Linked DNA regions of Mus musculus: region 2 is linked to region 1. The links are chromatin contacts, called in public HiChIP or PLAC-seq maps. All regions are on one chromosome and are shown on one strand. The core of a region is the stretch at or near the end of the contact, and the rest is flanking DNA. Distances in the headings are between cores, read along the strand shown.

Region 1 (4,204 bases), core at 582-3,081:
AATGTTGGAAATAAGCCAGGAAGAACCCCTTCCTTCTTCGTAGAGTCTTGTAAATTCTTCCATGTCTCTGAAATATGTGTAAATTCCTATGAAAGCTAAATAAGGCTTCAGTCAGCTCCATGACCCCAAAATAGCTTTCTCAAGGACCTGGGAACTATCTCTTTGGAATGTTAACATCCAAGGGAGATAATAGCCCTATCTATCTCCCTGTCTCCGACACAGGCTAGAAACCTAACTGGGTGGGTGCCTGGCTACAAGCTGTCAAAGTATCTTCTGTCACAAAGATAGGAATTCATTCACACCCGAGATCAGGCTGTACTCTAGGTGGCCTGACTCAGATGAAATACGGGTAACCCTGGGAGGGCAGGTCCTCTTCCTGGACGATCTAGTTGTTTGTCCTGAGAACATGTAACAAGAGAGATTGCTGTCTGCCTGTTGTGACTTTCAGTTGATTGCTTGCAATGGTATCCTATTCTGGCTTAATATTCACTTGATAGTAAAACTGTCCTCTTTCCCTCTTCCTTCATGAGGAGCTTTTCAGAGAGGGAGAACAGTGTGTTTGTAATTATACTTCCCCAACAGAGGTGGGAGAGAAGGCACTTAGACTGGGTGACATCTGAGACGGGTTTCCCAAGCAACAGACCCTAAGAGGTGAGGTTTGCAGGGGATGGATGAAGAAGTCCTGAGAGGCTGTGGAATATGGATAATGCAGTACGTGGATACAGAGGTAGCCAAGCAAGTGTCCCATGGCGTACTAAAGTCCCTGATTTCCTTGTGGAAATCTCTGCCTTGGAAGAACCTGGGTTTTCATGCTTCCATGCCAGGGGCTTATGGAGTGCTGGGGATGCAGGAACAGATAACGTTACCAGCTGATGTAGGCAATTTAGCTCTAGGATCTAGAAGATCTCTAGGAAAGGCCAGCTGCAGAGGGCTCCTCTAGGACACCAGGCTCTCCAAAACTAGAGAGAAGAGGTCAAGGGCAAACTGACTAGCAAGACTAGCCTTGTCAGTGAGTTCAGAGTTTGATCGGGAGGCCCTGGCTCAAGTTAGAAGGTTAATGGGGGACGATTCTATTATTCTTGCCCTCAACCTCAGGCCTCCACATGAGGCATACCCACACATGTGAGCCGACACACATGCAAAAACATCCATATGCACAAAAGCATGCCACATACATGAAAAAATGGGGGTGAAAGAAAAAACCTGATGATTGCCCACCACGAAAGAAGCCCCCATCGCCAGGCAAGGGCCATGCTGTGGGGGTCAGGTTATGGGCTTACTTTGCTATGGACCCTCATGACTGAGGACTCCTTAGTCTCACCACATTGTTCCCCTCCCTAGAGCCTAAAATCCAAATGTACTGAAGATAAATGGAGCATGAGGTCAGCCAGGCTCTCGGCTCCAGAATCTAGCCTTGTTTGACTTTCCTTAGATCATCAGGGCCCTGGGACAGCAAAGGCCCGCAAATCATCACCTTGGCCTTTCATGCCCATGAGTAAGAAACACCAGGTCTCACACAAGCACCTGGCACTCCATTCATGCCAGAGTGAGAGAAACAAAAGAACAGGGGGTACAGACCCCATTCAGGTATGCTCCTCCTACACTGCTGGAAGCGGCCTAGACACGCAGGAGACTAGGAGCCCACCCAGCAGCACAGCTGACATGTTCTCTCCCCCACAGACTCAAAATCAGCAGGGCTACCTCTTCATGGACTGGAGCCTCCCAGGGCGAACAGAAGTAATCTTTTCTCTTTATTAGCAGGGTCCCTCCCTCAGGTAGTTGATAGTTATTGTCAGCCTGACAGGATTTAGAGTCACCTCAGAGACACACCTATGGGCATGCCCGGAACAGCACTTCCAGAGAGATTAGGTGAGGAGGGACAACCCCCCCCCCCCGAATGTGGGCAGTACCATCCCATTGGCTGGGTAGTGGAATTAATTTAAACATTTACAAGGGCAACTCGACCATCCACCTCTTCCGACTGCAGATATGGACAGTGTGACCAGCTGCCTCAGGCTCACCATGTCTTCCCTGCCATGATGGACTGGATCCTCAAACCATAGGACATAAGGGCAAACCATGCTGCAGAGGACAAGAACACCTAGCACACTTCAGAGGAGACTCGAAGAAATTGCCACAGAGTGTGGCGCAACACTGTGGTAAGCCTTACAGTGCCAACACTGGTTCACTGTGTAATGAATGACAAAGGAGATAGGGATTGTGTGTTCATCTGACCTGCCACAGAAACTTACATAATGATCTTTATTACTTTTTTTTGAAAAGATAAAATATGTTAACTAGCAACACAAGGTTCCTTGAGAAAAGTAAAAGCATTTGTCACGTGTCCTAGTAGCTTATGCTTATCTGTAATCTCAATCTCTCTCTCTCTCTTTCCCTCTCTCTCTCTCTCCCCCCCCCCCGCTCTCTTCCCCCCCCCCCGACACACACACACACACACACACACACACACACATGCACACATACACACACAGCTTCAGGACCCAAGTAAAATCAGGCTGCATGAAAAAACAGTTTTTCTAAATACCTCCACTACCTTTCTGCATGTACATATGTGGGGGTATGTATGCATGTGTGTGTGTGTGTGTGTGTGTGTGTGTGTGTGTGTAGAACAAGCTTAAATTGATTCCTCAGGATATTTCCAACTTTTATTTTCCTTTTTGGAAACAAGATCTCTTGCTGGCTTAGAACCCACCGGTGAAGCCAGGCTGGCCAGTCAGTGACCCTGGAGATCTACCTGTCTCTGCCTCCCCAGTGCTTGGACGATAAGTATGCAGCACCAAACCCAGGTCTTTTCATGCTGTTCCAGGGATCAGATTCATGTCCTCGAGCTTGCAAGGCAAGCTCTTCTCTACCGCACCAGCTTCTTTCAGTAAGACTGCGATACCCCCGGCTGAGCCCTCGGTCAGCCTTTATCTACCATATTTTTTTTATTAAGTCTTCTTCTCACTTTTGCCATTTGAAAAGAAAATGTCATCATTCTGTTGAGGCTTTCCTGACTCAGAAACTCATTTTTTTTTTCCCACTTCAGATCAGCAGGCAGTTTCACTGGGGTCCATCATTGTACATGTGACCTGCCTGGCCCTCGTCTGGGGAAACTGCTATCATCACTAACACCATCACCATCACCATTGTCCTTGTTATCGTTGTCATTGTCATCATCACCATCCCTGACCTTCACCTTCAGCACTAATGTCTACCACCTAATATTTAACTGGTTCTGAACTTCCCAGAGATTTGATAACCCTGTCTTCTGTGTCCCCATTCGAAGCACAGATGACAATTTTGATCTCAAAGGGAGTATACAGCAAGCTTCTCCCTAGGGTGAGCTCAGCTCTTGGGGCCCCCACCCATATCTGGAGGGAGCAGCCATTGAGCTAATTTTGTCTCCACACCCGTGAGTCATCACTCCTATGTTGTTCTTGAATCTCAGCTTAATTTCCCCAAGGATACCAAGAGAGACTCTCAGATATACGGTGTCTGGAACTCTAGCTCCATATGGACAATATTCTTTCCATCTCTCCAACAATGTGATGTAATTTACCAGCCCCACAAGGTCACCCATCATGCCTGCCTCTGTGGACTCATGGAGGTCTCTGGTGATTATTGCTTTGTTCTTCCTAATGGAGTGTGCATTTGGTTATCAATCCAAAGTGCCCTCTGGGATTAATACTTAAAACCCCATTTTCGACTGTGAGATTCTAGTCTCTGTCCCCTGCTTCTTATCACTAGGATAGGACACTTTCTGCAGAAAACTCTACACAATCACAAGCCCTTTCCAAGACAGGAAGACAGCTCATTCAGAGCCTGGCCCTTCTCTTCCTGGCCCTCAGTTGTTCCCTTTCTCAAAGCAGCCTTCCTTCACCTTGACCAACTTTTGACACCTTCACAGTGAGTGCGAACCTTTGGAAAATGCAGCCTGGGTGCTGAGCACTGAGTTGGTACTCAAAATAATCCCGTTCTTCCTTACCACAGTCCTTTGCTTGGAGCTAAGGTAAGCTTCCTCCAATGACCTACATGCAACTGCAAAAAAAAAAAAAAAAAAAAAAACCTGATGGTGTTTGCTGTTTGCTTGCATTTTTGCAATCTGCATTAAGTTGCGTCTCTGAGGTTATTTATCCTTTCTGTCAATTCCATGCCTTCTGGGCACCACGGCACCCTTGAGCCACAGCAGTCTCTCTAAGCA
Region 2 (4,204 bases), core at 977-3,476, 210 kb after region 1:
TCACCAACTTTCAACCGATCCTCACATTTCCCTTAAGACTGCTAAGTCCAAGTCCAGGCTTCATGGTAAATGTCTATAATCCCAGAATTTAGGAAGTAGAGGCAGGAAACGTACTTAGTGCCACAGCAAGTTTGAAACCAATCTGAGGATCCATGAGATGCTGACTCAAAAACAAAAAAAAAGGAGATCCAATGCATGGTCAGCCTACACCTGAACAGACCTAAACAGACACGCCCTGTCAGTCTCCCTATTTTACTAGTACATCGGTAACTTTCATTTCAGGCTGTTATGGTGGGAGGTGGGAGGGAGAATGGCCCCCAGAGGCTCACGTTTCAGGTGGTCAACTGTTTGGGAAGGACTAGGAGGTGTGGCTTTGTTGGAGGAGGTGTGTAACTAGGGGACAGGCTTTAAGATTTCTTTTTTTTTTTTTCTTTTTTGGTTTTTCCGAGACAGGGTTCCCCTGTGTATTCCTGGCTATACTGGAACTCACTTTGTAGACCAGGCTGGTCTCGAACTCAGAATTCCACCTGCCTCTGCCTCTGCCTCTGCCTCGTGCTGGGATTAAAGGCGTGCGCCACCACCGCCCGGCCTGCTTTAAGGTTTCTTAAGGCTTGCATCATTCCCTGCTCAGTGGTTATGTCTCACCATGGGACCTCTCAGCTACTTCTTCAGGGCCATGCCTGCCTGCTGCCATGTTCCCTACTGTGACAGTCATGGACTCTAATCCTCTAAAACTGTAAGCCCTAAACTAAATACTTTCTTTTGTAATTTGCCTTGGTTATGGTTTTTTAATACAGCGACTGAAAAGTAAGCAAGACTACTGTCACCTAGATTCAGTATCATATAGTTTTTTAAATAACATTGTAAATCATTGTGCTATCACTAGTAAAGATATCTGAATGTTTTCCAAACAGTTCCAATGCTACTTTGTCTTGTCCATATTTGACGTTACCCAGCCAACCAGTCTTCAAAACAGCAAGTGATGTTGTTCTTAAGGGTTCTAGTAAAGCTCAAAGAAAACACCACAAACGGGCAATCTTCATCAACTCTATAGCTCTCATAGCAGCCTTAAGTCAACGCTGACACATGCATCTATCCTGTCTCCCTGCTGAGCACACTCAGGCTTGAGTCTTCCAACACAGTTCAGATGCTACCATGTCTAAAGAGTCATGTCTGAGTCATACAAGGACTCACTACTGCATATGGCCAGATACCTTTCAGTGTTTTTGTACAGCACCGTGTAATTTACCATTTGTATTTAAAAAGAGGGAAAATGAGAGAGGCATGCATATCTGGGAGTCAGAGGACAATCTGCAGAAGTGGCTCTCTCCCTCTACCATGTAGGTCCTTGTGATCCAATCAGGTCACCAAGCCTAGCAGCGAGCACCTTTACCTACTGAGTCGTGTTCTACATTCTTACTTAGTGACGTGTTTCTCCTTAATGTGGACTACTTCATTTACCCAGGTTTCAAGGACACATAGCAGGGTTTCAATAAATGACAAATTAATAACGACGCAGGATTCTAATGTTCTTTGTTAACAAAGAGTCTGTGATAACAGTCGGTCATTAAACATCAGTCTCTCCTATGTTAGCCCTATCATATATGGCTTAACTTCTCTATAACCTCACCTGACCTCTCCCATTCCTTGTTCATTCTAGGATGCTCTGGTTGCCCACAGACGACACGGCATTAACCCTGGCAGTCATTGCTCTGAAACAAACTGTTAGTCACCTAAAGCAGCTGAAGACTCACAGGCAGACACTGCTGCCCAAAAGGCGTGAGAGCCGCTCTCCTGACGTCAGCATTGCAGTGGCTAGTGGCCCTCAGAGTCAAGTCTGAAAGCCTAAGGGAAATCCAGTCACCAAGGAATAGCACAGTGGAAACACAGACGCAAGGCCCCTCTGGAGACACATTATGTAGCCTACAGTAGAAGTGCCCAAAAGAGTCACTTACCACAGGGGGTCCGAATGAGACACGCTGGTGACAAAAGCCTCTCCCGTCTGCCCAGAAAGAGTCCTTCCACTTTTATCAACAATGGTCCCAGAAATCTGAATTAACAATGGAAGCAAATCAACAATATAGACTCTGGTAAAGGCTATGGTCACAAAGACAAAGTGTAACAAACAAGTGCAAGTCCTTTGTTCTTTCATGAGGACAGAACTGTGGAACTCAAACTCAACAGCACAATGTGCTGCCTGAGTGTCAGAATGGACTTGTGCCAAGTGCCTGGGGAAGCAGGACAGAGAAAGGCAGAGCCAGAGGCAAGAACGGCACAAGCAGCCTCGGAAGTCAGGGGCCAAGTCCATCCCTCTGCAAGCCCTGACGGCATGAATCCCTACGCCTCTTGCCTCTTTAACAGCCTGCTCTTCCTCAACCATTTCCAGGCTCATCTTCCTTCTCTCCAAAGGGAAGTTGCCTACTGATAGGAGGGAAGCGAACAGAAGGGTGGTTTCTAAAAGATCACTTCATTCTACTATTCCAGGGAAGGGGAAACTACAATAAAAACCTTAATTGTAAAGGATTTTCTTCTTAAAGGGAGAGAGGGGTTATCACACACATATTTAAGAACTTACAAAGATAGGCCGAGGAGGAGCATAATTCTCTTCAAAGAGGTTCTGGATCGCAAACAAGGCTGCCTGTTAAGAAAAATAAAAAAGGATATCTTGATTTCTGAGAAGACCCAAGGTCAATCTAACTGCCTGATCACACTAATCCTTTTCCAAGTCCACTTTAGGTAGGATACGCACAAAGCTGAAGAAAGGAGATTTTCCCTACATGCATAACTGCAATGCCTCTTCTCTTCTACCATGCACATGTTAACAAAGCCCAGGTGAGGAAAGAGCCTAGCATGATGGACAAGGGCCTGGGTCCAACCCCAGCACCATCCCAAAAAAAAAAAAAAAAATCTGAGTTCACCTAACGAGCTCATTATTTACTTTGAAGAACTAAAGAGTTAACTTGTCTTTCTTTCCTCCTTCAATCAAAGTAAACGTATATAAATAAAACTGTTCTGCCTATTCTTTCAGCCTTTCATACACATTTTTTGGTCTATGAACCGAAAAATGAGCATCACTGGAAAACTCATTGTGAGCTTGGGCTGTGGAACTACTTCACTCTTAAAAGTGCATGCTTAAGTTCCAAGCAATGTCTTCTAGTTCTTCCTTTTTTTTTTTTTAAAGATTTATTTACTATTATATCTAAGTACATTTTAGCTGTCTTCAGATGCACCAAAAGAGGGCGTCAGATCTCATTACGGATGGTTGTGAGCCACCATGTGGTTGCTGGGATTTGAACTCAGGACCTTTGGAAGAGCACTCGGTGCTCTTAACCACTGAGCCATCCCTCCAGTCCTAGTTCTTCCTTTTATCCTTAGTGCAATTGATTTGAAGATTAACACCTCTGAAATTGGAATGCAACTTGCCATTAATATGAACTCTCCTGGTGATGGAGGGTTTTTCTTTGTCATGGAAAGTCTTTCGGTAGACAATATGGAATGCTGGATGTGGTGATTGATGCACACCTGTAACTCTAATCTGTGAGAGGCTGAAGTAGAAGGACGTCCAGTGAGAGGCTAGCCCATGAGACCAGTTCTAGGTCAGTCTGGGCTACATAGCAAGACTGCATCACAAAAATAACAAAACTGAAACTCCTATTTTATAACTAAAAAAAAAAAGTGATCCTTAAAACCTTTTTGTTGTTGTTGCTGTTGTTGTTATTGACTACTTGGTTGTTGGTTTTGTTTTTCTTTGTTTTTCAAGACAGGGTTTTACTGTGTAGGACTAGGACAGCCTCAAATCCTGAGATTCGCCTGCCTCTCTCTGCCTCCCCAGTGAGCTGGGCCCTCCCACATCAACCACAGTCTTCCTTACAGGCCAATGTGATAGAAGCATTTTCTCAACCGGAACTCAAGTTTTCTATTGCCAAACAACCCTGGCTTGTACCAAGTTAACAAAAACCAACCAAGACAGGTCATCTTATACATGTTCATTTCACTGAGAAATAATAAACTATTTAGGGCTGGAGAGACAGCTCAGTGGTTAAGTGCACAGGCTGTTCTTTCAAACAATCCAGGTTCAATTACCAACACGTATACGACACTTCAGAACCCTCTGTAACCCAGTTCCAGGAATCCTGTATCCTCTCTGGCCTCTGTGGCCATCAGGCATGCATGCAAGCAAATGCTAAACACATAAAATGAAAAA

The links. HiChIP or PLAC-seq counts read pairs in DNA pulled down with a chosen protein or histone mark.
Region 2: an H3K27ac HiChIP or PLAC-seq map of extraembryonic endoderm stem cells shows a contact between it and region 1. The contact joins two enhancer-like sites. A contact is called at or near these places in 4 of 115 datasets of contacts at active chromatin or transcription factors (the SCID.adh cell line, embryonic stem cells, extraembryonic endoderm stem cells and 1 more) and 1 of 9 other capture datasets (pancreatic islet).

What each region holds. Positions count from the first base shown.
Region 1 is chr13:12,036,755-12,040,958 of GRCm38.p6, forward strand. The region is part of intron 1 of Ryr2 (ryanodine receptor 2, cardiac); the gene reads right to left. Among named protein-coding and RNA genes, the nearest start is that of Ryr2, 68 kb to the right of the region's middle. Within about 2 kb of position 1,832, at least 24 of the 459 cell types and tissues checked have an H3K27ac peak or open chromatin away from gene starts, as enhancers often do. A contact at or near this core is called in extraembryonic endoderm stem cells, where this site is marked.
Region 2 is chr13:12,241,980-12,246,183 of GRCm38.p6, forward strand. Mtr (5-methyltetrahydrofolate-homocysteine methyltransferase) reads right to left here. Exons shown (of 33, transcript NM_001081128.3): 7 at 2,576-2,638; 8 at 1,956-2,050. Among named protein-coding and RNA genes, the nearest start is that of Mtr, 14 kb to the right of the region's middle. Within about 2 kb of position 2,227, at least 23 of the 459 cell types and tissues checked have an H3K27ac peak or open chromatin away from gene starts, as enhancers often do. A contact at or near this core is called in extraembryonic endoderm stem cells, where this site is marked.